2 separate regions of the Zea mays genome follow, and region 1 is linked to region 2. A link is a contact called in public Hi-C data. All regions are on one chromosome and are shown on one strand. Each heading gives the region's core, a stretch centred on a gene start, on an enhancer-like site or on the middle of the called end of the contact. The rest is flanking DNA. Distances are from core to core; before and after follow the strand shown. Region 1 holds the start of LOC100280279. Region 2 has its middle 26 kb from the start of LOC100283620.

Region 1 (4,481 bases), core at 1,112-3,611, 220 kb before region 2:
ATGCCCCTGGCAGGGCGGATGCTTGTTTGGAAGTCTCGTTGGTGAATAATCGGAGTTGTCTCGTTTGAGGTATCTCAAGGCTTGACAACGACGGTGCACCGTGGTCTTCCTCCACCTGGTGCTGGTGTTGTGGGTGTAGACGTAGTAGGGTTTCCTTTGGTCTTGTGTTGCCTGTCTTGGAGAATCGGAGTTGCTCGTTCTTTGTGTTGAGCTTGACAACGATGATTCTGGATGGGCTTTGTGTGTGGGTTATCGTCGTCTCGGTTGCTTATGCACCCTGTGTAGGTTTTTGGGTCCATTTTTCCTTAAAATTGATTCAATTCTATTTTTCTTTTTAATTGAGAGGTAGAGCTCCTGCCATTAAATTCAAAAAGAAAAGAAAAGTTTGCTTTCTAGTAAATATTTTTACAAAGTGGTCTCTATATGATAAGCTAACATGTTTAAAAAGTTGTGGAGTACTACATGATTATATAATTTTGTAGTGTACCACACATCCACGCCATGCACACCTTGACATGACATGACATCATTTTCCCTTCCACATGAATTCCTTATTAATTCTCGCAAATCATTAGCACGTGCATCTTCTACAAGGCTACCACCAGCTAATAGGAAGAAAAATTCGTGGACACCGGGTCCTATAATTTCCCTTTTTTTCTTGGCAAGGGAAAATAGTTCCTCACACGCCATCTATATATCTTCTAAGAAGGTCAACGGATGGCACTACAAAAGTAGCGCTCTGCCCGAGCGGGCTGCGTGAACTTCACAGATATGCAATTTCCTAATTCCCTACTGGTAGTACTCCGCGTGACTGAAGCTTTCGTGTGAAAACCGAAGAATGCAACGTCACATTCCACAACGAATTTGTTACCAATATAACGAGATAAATAAGGAATTAGGGGGCGTTTGAATGCACTATAACTAATAGTTAGTTGACTAAAAATTATTAGTTAAATTAGCTAGCTAACAAATAACTATCTAACTATTAACTAATTTACCAAAAATAGCTAATAGCTGAACTATTAGCTAAGATGTTTAGATGTTTTAACTAACTTTAGTCATTAACTATTAGTTTTAGTGCATTCAAACACCCATTAGTTACCTATCGGGCTCTTCGGCGCCCTCGATAATGGCGAAGACATTCTCAATCGTTGCCATCGAATCATTCCCCTGCAAAATCCAAAACAACAGCGTCAGGCCGGCTTCAAGGCAACGAGCCGAAAAGAAGGTGCCTCGAATCGAATTGTACATACAAGATATGTCAGGTTCAAAACTGCCGGCCCTGGCCCGAGGCGGTAAACGGGTCCGTCTTCACGGCCCTGCCAGTCCTCCGGCGCCACGGCCCCGCCCATGGCTCTGTGTATCTCCATCGCGTCCTGAGCCGATACCGGCAGGGCTGGGATGAGCGGCATGTCATCGGTATTCATGGCCTCCTCCAAGCTGACGCGCTCGCAGCCCTCGGACGATGCCCACATCGGCGTCGTCGGGTCCCCCACGCCCCGGAAGAGGCTCCCCACCTGCACACCGCTGGGCGGCAGCCACCGCGAGTCGGGGAACCACCCCTCACCGGGTGCGCCGCCGTACTGCAGCGGGTCAGTGTACACCACCGCGGCCGCGGCGCCGGCGGCGCGCGCGTTGTGCGCTATGTCCTCGCAGTGGATCCTCCCGTACCGCGCGAACGCGACCTTGCCCGCGACGTCCACGCCGCGGGAGGCGAGGTAAGAGAAGTCCTCCTCGCGGCCGTAGTTAGCATACACGGCCTCCGCGGAGACCGACCCGGAGGCCGAGTACGCGTAGAACGTCGGGATGGTCTCCGCCGCGGCTGCTGCGTAGGGGTCGTTGGGGTAGGTCTCCTGCTTTAGGGAGAAGGAGGTGACGACGCCGCGGCCTGGCGCCGAGAGGGAGAGGGAGCGGTGGACGGGGTAGGAGAGGAGGACGGAGTAAGGCGTGATGTGGGTGGGGAAGGAGAGCGCGGAGAGCGCGTCGAACACGTAGCGGGCGGTGAGGGCGTTCGCCTTGGTCCCCGCGACGTGCGGGTGGAGAGTGAGCGCTCGGAGGTGCGAGGCGGCGGTGTCGTTGGATCCGAGGGAGAGGAAGAGCGACGCGTAGTTCGGGACCGGGTTCGGCGCGGGGTGGAGCGCGAATAAGAGGAGACCCGCGAGGGAGGCGCCGAGGACGGCGAGCATGGAGGAGATGAGGCAGAGGAAGCGGCTGCGCGGGTGGGGCTTTGCCAGCGGCGGCGAGGGGGCGAGGAGCGAGGCCGCGTCGAGGTGGGACATGACTTCGGAGCTGGTGGGTGGTGTGCTCAGTCAGTGCTCTGCAATGGCGGCTAGCGGGACACGGACGGGGTTTAAAGCGGCGGGTGCTGTCAACTTCCACTCCTCGCACGCCGGACAGGTTACTTGATCTGGAATGTTGGTTGCGAAGCCAACGCTGGAGAATATTTGCCTCTGTCATAGATTTCATCGCGGTAGCTAGCTCTAGCTGCTGCTGCTTCTTTTTCTGAAAGGGAAATCGCCGGAAGCAGAGGATCCTTCGTTGGTCTTCCACGCCTCCACGGCTCCACGCTTTCACTTTTACATAGTGCGAGGGTGCTCCGTTCCCGGTTGCAGCTACACTGTCGTGATGATGGAGAAATTTGCTATTTGTCACCCTCAATTTTGGCTATCTATTATTATATTATCACGTGTCTATAACCGGTAAAATCATTAGTGTCTATAATTTGTAGGTCGGATGGTATATTGTTGAAGCCCACAGATGATAATGGTAAAATTATCAATGACTTTATGATGCTGTGATTTGTGAAGCAAGTGGCATAGTGGTACGTGGGGAAGATTAACTCCAACAGTTTACTCATCCTTATAACTATATTTAAACTTTATTCTATAAACAATATAGTCTACGGTGCTACGGTTTTTATATAGACTTTATTTAAATAAGATAATTGGTTAAACATGTTTTGAACATTTACAATAAGCATTTAAAAATCATAAGATGCTTGCGAGTACAGTGGCAATGGGGTTTTAAAGGGAAATATGTCCTTGGGCAATTTCTATAAGTATTTTGGTGATTAGATGTCCAACACATATTCTTTAAGTCCTAATGTGCCAAAGGTTGAAAAGTGCAAATCAAGGCATGAGGTATATTTCTAGACTTAGTACATTTGTTTTTGAATACTAATGAGGTTATCTAAGTGCTAGAAACAGTACTAAGAAGAAGAGAATCGAATTACAAAAGACTTGGTTGTGTGCAGTTAAACTCCTGTTCGGCCTGGCACATTGGATTGTCCGGTGGTGCAACGGACTGTGTTCGGTGCGCCAGGCTGGTCTGCGTGAACTCGCCGCTCTTGGGACTCAACGACGGCGTACGACTAAAAATCACCGGACTGTCCGGTGGTGCACCGGACTGTCAGGTGAGTCATCTGCGACGAACTCGTTGCTCTCGGGAATGAAGAAAGGCGACGTGGTTATAATTCACCGGACTGTCCGGTGAGCCAACAGTCGCCTGCGCCAACGGTCGGCCGCGAAATCTGCGGGCGACGCGTGGCAGCTCCAACGGTCGGAAGGAGGCACCGGACTGTCCGGTGTGCACGGGACAGTGTCCGGTGCGCCAACGGGCCTGGAGCTGCAACGGTCGACTGTGCCCGTTTTGGAAGGAAATCGCGCACCGGACAGGCTACAGTAGCTGTCCGATGGCGCACCGGACTGTTCGGTGCGTCACTTGACAGAAGGCAGGAATTGCCTTCCAAAATTGTCTCCAACAGCTCCTAGCTGTCTTGGAGCTATAAAAGGGGTCCCTAGGCGCATGGAGGAGTCACTCAAGCATTCACTAAGCATCGTAAGACTCCAAGACTCCAACTCCACGCATTTGATTCTCTGTGTTAGTGATTTGAGCTCCATTTGAGTTGCGAACTCTGTGTGTTGTGTTTCGAGCTCAAGTCGTGACTTGTGTGCGTGGTTGTGCTGCGAATTTGAGTCTTGTGTGTGTTGCTCTCCCAACCTTACTCTTGTGCGTTCTTTGTGATCAATATTGTAAGGGCGAGAGGCTTCAACTTGTGGAGATTCCTCACAAACGGGAAGAAGACTATAAGGAAGAAAGTCGTGGTATTCAAGTTGATCATTGTATCACTTGAAAGGGGTTGAGTGCAACCCTCGTCTATTGGGACGCCACAACGTGGAAGTAGGCAAGTGTTACTTGGCCGAACCACGGGATAAAAATCGTGTGTCTCTTGTGTTACTTTCTCTGTGATTGTTTTGTTCACAAGAACTCGCCTCAAAGCTACTTAGTCGCATTAATTCTTTCATAACTAAGTTTTGTGGCTATTTAGTGTTTGATTTTACAGGATCACCTATTCACCCCCCTCTAGGTGCTCTCAATTGGTATCAGAGCCGTACTCTTCACCTAAGGGACTAATCGTCCAAAGAGATGGATCCTAAGGGAAAGGGGATGGTGGTCAACGACAAGGAAAAGGAGTCCTTCCT
Region 2 (4,979 bases), core at 1,234-3,733:
CGATGCTACATCCTCAAAGTACTATATGCTGTGAGCCTGTGATAGATTGACACAGTCACACAGTACATGGGCTACAGGAATGGCCATGGTTGAGCTATTGCCTGACAATTTCACGGTCCACCACGTCGGTAGCCATTGTCTACAGGAAAGGTCATGGTTGCGCTATTGCCCTCCTGCTCACGCCTCACTGACAGTCCACCACGTCGGTAGCCATTGTCGCGCTTGCGCCTGGGTCCAATTTTATGGCAGGATAGAAATGACGTCATTTTCAGGCTATCCGCAACCGTTACCCCTAAATTTTTCCCTCTATATCACTTTTCCCCCCTATTTTCCCCCTATTTTTTCATCTCCCGCAGCGGTTCCCCTAAATACTCCCCCTATACCCCACTACCACTATAAAATATCATTTTCTATACCAACTATCAATTTTTTATCTACTAACAATTAATCGTGGACCCACAACACAGTGTTTAGGGTGATGAACAGTGACACGCTAGATCTGGTGAAGAGAGAATGAGACCGACACGTAGGCGACGCTGTAAGGGGCACTGCTGCGGCCATAGGGTGCCCCTACAGCCGACATGCAAGTGGAGGGGGAGCGGTAGGGTCGACCGCTGCGGTCAGTCTCAGACCCGCCAAGCTGAGACACGCTCGGCTGAGCCGGCTCATTTCCACCCCTAGCCGAGTATTTATTTGGGCGGAGGGAGTACACTGGCAAATCTTTTTTTCACGGTTTCAGCAGCATTAAACTACACCAGCACGGCGGGACGTCGCATTAAACGGCTAGGGCCGGGCCGGGCCGGGTGCGGCCGAAAGCCCCCGCACGTGGGGTGGCCCGTGCGTGGCCGACAGGGCGGGCTCCAATGCCCATGCCGATGCCCCACTCCACGGCAGCGACGAGGTGGAGCCGCTCGCCGCCGCGCCACTTGCACCGCTGTCGCAATCGCTACAGGCCGGGGGCCGCCAAAGGCTCGATATTTTGCGGGAATTTTCCGTGCGGGGTACGTACGCGCGCGGCCACATATTGTGGCTCGATCAGATGAGATCTGCCTGTAGCTCGCGTGCGCCGCTGGCGCGGGCACCAGCTTGGGGCCTTGGCTTGATGTTTTTATACGGCGATCCTGCTGGCGTGTACTTGCTGTCCGAATATTTCCACGGATGGTAGGTGCCAATATTAGGCGGCACTGAGAGCGGATGTGGATCACGTCGGTCGAACTGGCAGCCACATGGATTGAGATTTTGGTGGATAACAACGTATCCAAGCGAGCTACGTACTAGTACGTCAGAGCCACTGTTGTGTACTGTAAAGATCGGTAGGCCAGCCTAACGCTGTAATAAACGCGCACCACCTACTCGTCGTGCGGCCTCGGATTCCATGCCTCCTTGCATATGCAGCCTTGCAGAGAGTATCGACTTCGTTCCTGGATCACAGGATGACTGCAGCCTGAGCCTGCACACCGCGCGGGCACTCGCCCGCCTCTATACATGTCGAATAAGCACGAGACCCGCGAGCCCGGCACGAAGCCCGTTATTTGGGCCCGGTTCGAGCCCGGCATGACCCGGTTCTATGCGGGCCTGGGCCGGCCCGGCACGAATAAGTGAGCCGGACTCGGACAAGAAACTAGGCACGGTGGGCTAGCACGTCACGGCACGTTTAACTCTAAGCCTGTTAAGCCCGCTTTTTTACACTAAAATATGCTTACCGGCCTGCATAGCCCGTTTTTCAGCCCGTTTTTTTCATGCTAAACGGGCCGGCCTGGTCCGTTTAGGCTTGTTGCGGTCCAGACTCGGACAGAAAATTGAGCCCGCGTGCCTAGACGGTCCGGTACAATTTTTTAACCGTGCCTGGCGGGCCGGACCCAAAACGGGCCGGGCTTCATCGGGCCCGGGCCCGGGCCGGACAGGGCTGCCCATTTGGACATCTCTACCCGCCTCCCCTGCGCGGACCACGAGCCCACGACACGACACCGGCCAGCGTGTCCCCCCGTACGCGCGCCACGCTTTTCACGGGCGGCGGGGTGATGCCCCGGCCGGCCCCGCCGCTGCGCCCACGCACGCACTCCTTTCTATACTTGTAGTCTTGTACCACTACCAGGCACCAGCTGCCGCGGTGCGCGGCGCAGGACGGCTTGGCATGTTGGCAAAGACCGACCCCCGACGAGGCAAGGCAAGGCAACGCGGGCGGCGCGATTCACGAGCGCGCGCCCAAGCCAAAGGAGTAAAGGACGACACGCGGTAGTATACAAACAACTCAACAAGTAGTATGTACTAAATAAGGTGACATAGACATAGACTGGAGGTAAACAAACACGGCATTGATAAACTGCAATTTGGTACACTATGTCACCTTTTTAATAGGAACTTTCCATTATACGAAAAAAAGTCAACCATATTTTGGCGAACATGGCTTGCTTCAAGGGACGCGACCGAGACGCGTGCAATAATGCGGAGCGGATGGGCCAGGCACGGATGGGACTTAAGGCCCACCGCGCACAAATGTCGCAAGACACGGCCAAGAGCGGGGCTGCGGACCGAGAGAGGAGGTGCTACAGGGACAAACGCGTGCAATATTTGCTCGCTGTTGCATTTGCTGGTGCTTCTGATCCTCTCGACCTCTCCCGCTCTCCCGCCTCTCCGGCGTCTCTGGTTTGTTCCGTGCTCGCACTTTTGGTTGGTGGATTGCAGATTTGCAGTCGTTGAGGAACCGGAGGCGACGATTATAGCCGGTTTAGCTCCTCAATCTCGTGGTCGAAGTCGAGGTCATGGACGGAGGGCGGCGATGGCGAGCCGCCATCGGCGAGAGCGATGGCGGGGCGGCGGCTCGGCGGGCGGGGCGGCGGTGGATGCACGGGACGTCTGGAGGAAGGAAGATAAGGAGAGAAAGAAGACGAGCGCCGAGTATAAATCCTAGCTCGACGTCAAGATCTGCGGCGCCAAGCTAGGTTGTCACGTGCGCTGCCACGTTGGTAAGCTCGGCGTCAAGATCTAGGTCGACGTCAAGATCTGTGACGCGGAGCTAAGTTGCCATGTGCGCTGCCACGTCGGTAATCTCGACGTCAAGATTTGTGGCGCCGAGCTAGGTTGCCACGTGCGTTGTCACGTCGGTAAACTCAGTGTCAAGATCTAGCTCGGCGTCAAGATCTGTGACGCGGAGCTAGGTTGCCACGTGCGCTACCACGTCGGTAAGCTCGACGTCAGGATCTAGCTCGGCGTCAATATCTGTGACGCGGAGCTAGGTTGCCACGTGCGCTGCCATGTCGGTAAGCTCGACGTCAAGATCTGTGGCGCCGAGCTAGATTGCCACGTGCCCTGCCACGTCGGTAAGCTCGGTGTCAAGATCCGTGACGTGGAGCTAGGTTGCCATGTGCGCTGCCACGTCGATAAGCTCGACGCTAAAAACTGTGACGTCGAGGCGTGTGAGCTCGGTGACATAACTTATGGCGCTCAGGTTTGGGTTTAAAACGACAAATAAGTCATAAAACGGCAAATAAGTTAGTCCAATTGTAAATTTTTGTAAACAAAAATTAAAAAAAAAACAAAAAAATCGGTCCAGTATGCCAACCTGCTGCTCGCCCGCTTGTCCGAGATCGGCGCGCCGACCCCGCGCCTCGTGGACACGAAGCAGCTGCATGCAAGCGACGTCATAGACGACCAGAACCGGTTGCAGTTCTCCGGGCGGAGCGCCATCTCCGAGATCTTCACGGACGGCGAGAAGGTCCAGGTCAGGACGACCTCGGGCGGCATGTCGGCCACGGTGTTCGACTACCGATGGCAGCGGTACGAGATGACATGCAAGCTATGGAGAGACAAGCACAAGCACTATCGGTTCATGGGGCAGGGGGGTGGAAGAATTTCCTGCAGTTCCACCATCTGACGATACCCAAAGAAGGCCGCTTGACACGGCGCGTAGCAGTTAATCTATGGGCGTTCCGCTCGCACGCGCGCTGCTGCCCGAGGTCAGGGACGATGGCGGCGAGGAGGAGCCCCGCCACCCGGACGGCGCGCTCGGGCTACTGTTCCTGCTCGACGACGAGGAGGGGGCGGTGGCGCGTGACGAAATCCAGGCAACACATTTTCTAGAGCGGATTTCCCTGTGGAGGCGCTTTCCCTGTTCCGGGCAAGGGCTGTAATACCGAAACGCAAACGCACAGAACGACGTCGGGTTTGAAAAGCACGCATCGATCGGGGCACTGTGTACGATCGCTTCCTCGTCCTGTGTTCTAGTAATTTTAGATTGTATTATTAGAACCAAAGTTGTTATATGGAATAATGATCAATTAGTGTTCGTTGTTGGCCCCCGGGACCCGATCCCTCTCCTTCTCTGACCTGACCCGACCCGACCGATCCAATCCATCCCCTCTCCATCTCCCATGACCATTAGTGTTTGGACGGAGCCATCGTCATTATTTGTTGGCATGTCTGTTAGTTAACACGTGCGACTCTCTCCGCTTATATAAATCTTCTCTATCAAGAGTTTTCTGCATCAAAATTATTCTCCAACTCTCGTTAGAGCATCTCCAACAATATCTTAAACTGGTGCATTAAATTGAAATAAGAGTCTCATTTCATAAAATTTAGTCAAAAAATTATAAGACATCATCTCAAATAACTCAAATATACTACACAGTAGTAGAATGATCTATAATATAGATTTGAAGATTTATTGTTGAAGGGGAATGTTTTCATGATGCCCTAAATTGGATATATTTTTGGATAAAATATATCAAATGCAGAACCGCCAAAACCCCCGCACGGGCAAAGGCGTAGCAAACTTGAGCGATGCCGCGGAGCAGCCAATGAAAAAAGAGCTGCATGCGAATTGCGATGGGAGCGGCGTCGCGCGCGCTCCGATCCTTTCCCGCAATTCCGAGTGTATACGATGTGGCCACAGTCCAAAGAGCGAGGACCGCGCGAATCTTTCTCCTCTCTCTCCGCGCGCCGCCGCCGCCCATCCGGTCTGCCGAATCTGATGGTGGTGC

The links. A called contact is a pair of places that touch in the nucleus more often than the background predicts.
Region 1: a Hi-C map of leaf shows a contact between it and region 2, with 7 times the contacts expected there. The contact joins the promoter of LOC100280279 here to the enhancer-like site in region 2. A contact is called at or near these places in 4 of 25 Hi-C or Micro-C datasets (bundle sheath, ear, leaf and 1 more).

Annotation. Positions count from the first base shown.
Region 1 is chr3:204,729,440-204,733,920 of Zm-B73-REFERENCE-NAM-5.0, reverse strand. LOC100280279 reads right to left here and starts at 2,361. Exons shown (of 12, transcript NM_001361036.1): 1 at 1,254-2,361; 2 at 1,103-1,170. The coding sequence starts at 2,279.
Region 2 is chr3:204,504,140-204,509,118 of Zm-B73-REFERENCE-NAM-5.0, reverse strand. No RefSeq gene overlaps it. Among protein-coding and RNA genes, the nearest start is that of LOC100283620, 26 kb to the right of the region's middle. Within about 2 kb of position 2,483, at least 20 of the 20 cell types and tissues checked have an H3K27ac peak or open chromatin away from gene starts, as enhancers often do. A contact at or near this core is called in bundle sheath, ear, leaf and 1 more, where this site is marked.